Regions from separate parts of the Gossypium hirsutum genome. Here region 1 is linked to region 2. The links are chromatin contacts, called in public Hi-C maps. All regions are on one chromosome and are shown on one strand. The core of a region is the stretch at or near the end of the contact, and the rest is flanking DNA. Distances in the headings are between cores, read along the strand shown. Region 1 holds the start of LOC107903709. Region 2 holds the start of LOC107892236.

Region 1 (2,700 bases), core at 120-2,619, 150 kb after region 2:
AATTCGGGTGATAAACATGGTTTAGTAAAAAATAAGAGTCATGGCAATATAGCTTTTCATCAGCTGGTTAACTGAAAGTACACCTCTCAAAGAAAGTATAACAAGGAAACCTTGGAAAGACTCCTGCAATCAAATTCAACCAACAATAATCCCCAAATACAAACCCTCGAAACAATTAATCAAATAAAGCTAATCTCCTAAAAAAAAAAGCCACATAAAAGATTTATGCATAAATGAAACTATGACAACTTCTTAGCAGTAAATGGTTCTCAGCAAAATCCAAGATCAACTGGAACCGCAATCCATCAAATAGTATGTTTTGAAACAAGAAATAGAATATTTGAATTCAAATTTCATTTGTTATATAAACTATGAAAATATGAAATTCAAGATCATAATTATCTACACGTATTTCAAATTCACCACTCCAAAAAATCGACAAATTATATTTATTATAAGTTTTTATCATCGAATTTGCACCATTTTAAAATCTGAAATCCAAATTCCCAGGCCAACCTAAAATGTTATGATCAAAAGATAAAGGCGTAGACTAGAAACCCCAGAAACAGAAACGCATGAACATCCGAGCAGAAATCTAACAACACTGGCAATGAAAAATTAATTAAAAAAAAGAGAGAAAAATGGGTTCAACTTACAATGTGAATCTGGCGACAAGAATATTCATTCCAGTTGAGATTCCACGTGAAAAAAAAATCAGTAGTTTAGGCAATAGGAAATTGTGAGTAGAAAACTTTTTGCTTTTGCTTTAGAATTATAGAAGTTAAGCGACAAAACAGTTGAAGCACATGAAACACGCAATTAATTTAAAGGCGGCAACGAGCTTGGTCTTCAGAAAATAAGAAAGTCTTCAACCATTCAACCCCCAGAAACGGAAGATTCCTGTAAAACACGTCTAAATTCTGGACGGTGATCTTAATTTATTAATTTGAGACCTTCCTTTTTAACGGGGTTCCATTTTTATTTGGATAATCTCTACTTCTGTATAAATGTAATAATATCTTGGGGTTTTAGACTTCACCGCGTGTCCACCTTTCCTTTTTCCTTTTCAACAAATATAAATGGGTACATTTGTCCAATTGTAAAAAGTTTTTATTTTATATTTAAACTAAAAAAATTCAATTTAGACATCCAAATTTAGATAGTTGGATCATTTTAATTATTCTTTTCTTTCCCACCATCCTACTCACTCCCTCACCACCCCATTCAAGGGATGAAAATTGTTGCTTTTTTTTTATTTTGTCTCTCAAAAATTAAATTGAAATAAATTTTTGGAAGATTCTTTTAATTTTTATTTTGTGTTTATTTAGAAGAAACAAAGAAGAGAAAAAAAATGGGTAAAGGAAACTAGAGATACAGAGAACAGCAGAGGCATTTTGGATTGTTTAAAATATGGGAGTTCCGGTGGGAGAGGAAGAGAAGGAGAGGGATGGGGATGGGGATTCTTGTTTTATTTAATATTAATATAAAATTTAAATTTATTATTATATTTTTAAAATGATTTTTATGTATTTTTTTAAATTTTTTAGAGTTAAGATTAAATTGATATTATTTGTAAACTTTTAGGGTTATTTTTTAAAATTATGATTAAATTCATATAATATATAAAAATTAAAAATTAAATTTATTATCATTTGTGGTTTTAACATAAATTATTAAAATTATCAAACTATTTTATAATTTTAATAATTAAGTGATTGTGTGATTTGGAAATTTAAAACCCCATCAAGTCTGCTATGATAACACCTGTCCTTATTCAACTGTAGTTGTATTGAATTGGTGGACTGATTTTGATTTGGGACAAGTGGGCATATAATGATTTCACTGTTTTACATCTAATCAAGCTGAAGCCTTACGTCTGTTATTTATTCCAAACAATTGGGGGCCTAATTATGTACAGTATGATCATCATTATTGAAATTTGTTCAATTTTGACGATCTAATAATGTTAGTTCCAAATAAAATTAAAGAAAGTTTTCTTATTCAAAGGTTTTAGTTCTTGATAAAGCAGCGTGTCAGATGATTGATATATTAACATCTTATTATTATAAAATTACGTGGGCTTGCGTTTTTGTAATCATGATTTCATATATTTTAATTTATTTGTGATAGTTTTTTGTTTGTGTTATTTGACTTATTAATTATTTGATTTGATTTTTAATGGATTAGGTGAAAGAATTGGAGAAAAATAAACTTAAATATTAATTTTGATAAGTTTCTCTATTGAGACTTTTAACTTGATACTATTTTAGTATTCTGACTATAACTATTTTAGTATTCTGACTATAACTTAAGTTATAAAATTCTGATTTGAGTTTATAATATATCATTTTGAAGGGAACTAGAGGATCTAATCAGACTTAATTCGTGACTCAAAGCTAACAAAAAAAAATGTGCCCAAAAATAGGCTAGAAGTTTGCAATACAAATCTACTAATAGAAAAAAGTGCTTTAATTCATCAAGGGCACTTTTATCTTTTCTCCCTTATGTGAATTTTGTCATATAAATACATAGTTTTAGGTTTAGTATCAAACACTGTAACACCCTTTACCCGAGCTCATACCTAAACATGAGCAAGGAATACTACATTTCAGGATAAATACTTTATTCAAGAACCAAATTTATTATTCAAGTTCTCATCTTTAAGACCTTTTAAAATCATATAAGATTTTATAGATCATT
Region 2 (2,700 bases), core at 62-2,561:
TTACTGAGTATAAAAGTAAAATATGCCACCTCCAGAAATGACAGCATTGGCCATAAGTAATGCCAAAAGCATTAAGAAAGCAAACACTCTGAAACCCAGCAACCAAGCAGGGTGAATGCCTTCAAGACATGTTTTCCAAGTTTCATCCTCATATAAGATCCCCGGAGATTCCTTCCTATTTTCTACCTCTCGATTTTCCGATCTTTTCCGACCTTCAAATTTCCAGATTATAATTGCTGCCACAACCATTGAGGTTAGGATGAACAATGCACAGAATGAGAACCTCCAGTTCAACCAGTAGCTTAAGGTCGTGGTATCGGCAGTCATGTTAGGCTGCCAAGTATGTTTAGGGGATCCTGTTAAGAAACTCAAGAAATCTATGTTACTCTGTAATGTTAAATCTTTCTCCCAGAAAGGTCCTTCAAAGCTTGTGTCTAACACGGGTATCAACACTAATACTTTAAGAAAGACAAAGTGGTGGAGTAACATACCGAGAAATTGCTACTACTTGTTCCATTGGTACTCATAATTTATTATTAACATTCCGAAGGGTAATTCTTAAAATCAATCAAAAACTAGAAGCTGGAAAGCAAAGTTACTATATTAAGCTCCCAAAAGAGTAATTTTTTGAGAATAAATGGGGTTATAGTATTTAATTGCTAGAAGACCATTTAATAAAAAGTCAGAAAAAAAAATGATTATTAAAGGACTAAAAAAATAAAAACAAAAATCTAGAGCCAAAATCCTTACTTTAGATGGGTTCTTCCCATAGAACTAAGTTCAACAGAAGGAAGCAGATACAGAGGAAGTAGAACAAGAAAACTAAACAACAAGACTAAACATAAATATAGAAATAATGGGCACATTAAATAAAGCTAAGATCACACTAAAAATGGAAGAGAGGAAAGTCGATAACTATGAAAAGAAAAATGGGTTTTAAGGCTCGTACAGTTTGCGAATAAGAATATTAAGAATTTGATCGAACAAGAGACTCCAGGTTGAAGCTAGAACAAGCTTTTGGTTTGTAATCGTAGTTTTGAGTGCAAAAAACAAAAGCAGAGTTTCAGTACTGTTTACCTTTATTGGAGTGTTCTTCCCTTTGGATCCTGATTTATTGGAATCGTTGTTACTGGAATTGGGAATTTCCAGAAGAAAAAAAACCCAATCAATTTTGTCTTGGGAGTCAAATTTTTGTGTCAGTCAAGTCTGAGGAGGCAAATGAGACCCGAGCTAAGAGGTTTCTACCTTCTACTTACACATTCTTTAAAAACACGACACGTTTCCTAACAATCACAAAAATAAACGTGGGAACAAATTTAGTTGTTTTACGCGACGCTGAATTATTGTGATCACTGATGACGGCGTATTAAATATTTGGCTTAATGGTATTGTAGATCCTCGAAAATTTTCAAAAAAATTCAATTAAGTCTTTTTCAATTTTTTGGTTATTTTACTAAAATAACTCCAAAAAATAATTAATTACGTAAATGACCCAAATTCAAAAAAAATCATCCAAATAACCTGAAATGAAAAATAAAATTAGGTTATGGGGACTTAGATGGTCGGCACCACTATTTTTTCTATTAAAAAAATAATTTGAGGTTTTCGACACTAGATGGCCGGCACCCATATATTTTTTTCAAAAAAAAGTTTTTTTGGGTACTGGCACACTAGTGGCCGGCACGACACCCTTTTATCTGGTTAAAAAAATTATTTTTTTGGGGTGTCAAGTGCCGGCCAACAAAGGCCTAAACTCACCCAACAAAAGGGGATGGGAATATTGCAACATTGACTCCTCCTTGTTTTCCCATCTTTTTTATTTCCTAAGTTTGATTACATATTTTATATTTTAAAATGATATTGGACTCCTTGTCATGTTTGTTAATTATTATTATATCACTCACATTATTATTAAGTTTAAAAATTAATTTAAATTTAATATGCACAATTAAATTAGAATTTTTTTATAGATGAAAATCATTAAAGGAGGTTCTAATTTTATAAAAAAAATCTAATTTTACTGTGCATATTAAATTTAAATTAATTTTTAAATTTAATAATAATGTGAGTGACGCAATAATAATTAAGAAACATGATAAGGAGTCTAATATTATTTTAAAATATAAAATATGTAAGCAAACTTCGGAAATAAAAAAGATGGGAAAATAAGGAGGAGTTAATATTGCAATATTCTCATCCCCTTTTGTTGGGTGAGTTTGGGTCTTTGTTGGTCGGCACCTGATACCTCATCAAAATATTTTTTTAATCAGTTAAAGGGGTGTCGGCCATCAGTGTGCCAGCACCCTAAAAAAGAATTTGAAAAAAAAGACATGGGTGCCAACCATCTAGTGTCCAAAACCCTAAAAATTATTTTTTTAATAGAAAAAATAGTAGTGTCGACCATCTAGTCCTCATAACTCAATTTTATTGTTCATTTCAGGTTATTTAGGTGATTGTTTTTAATTAAAGTCATTTACGTAATTAATTTTTTTTTAGGTTATTTAAGTAAAATAACCCAATTTTTTGGACAATTGAACCCTAAACTTATAAAATTAATCAAATCAACACTTTAACTAACTTTGACCATTAATTTCTAATTGAATCGATGATGTGTCCATTAACTCGGCCAATAGATGCTAACATGATCCATGTCACTATCACATCATAAAATAAAATAAAAATTTAAGTTGAAGATGAACT

The links. A called contact is a pair of places that touch in the nucleus more often than the background predicts.
Region 1: a contact with region 2 is called in a Hi-C map of leaf, with 2.2 times the contacts expected there. The contact joins the promoter of LOC107903709 here to the promoter of LOC107892236 in region 2. A contact is called at or near these places in 3 of 34 Hi-C or Micro-C datasets (callus and leaf).

Annotation. Positions count from the first base shown.
Region 1 is chrD05:40,683,579-40,686,278 of Gossypium_hirsutum_v2.1, forward strand. LOC107903709 reads right to left here and starts at 1,370. Exons shown (of 6, transcript XM_016829855.2): 1 at 657-1,370.
Region 2 is chrD05:40,532,261-40,534,960 of Gossypium_hirsutum_v2.1, forward strand. It overlaps LOC107892236, which reads right to left and starts at 1,312. Exons shown (of 9, transcript XM_016817257.2): 1 at 1,078-1,312; 2 at 5-356. The coding sequence starts at 327.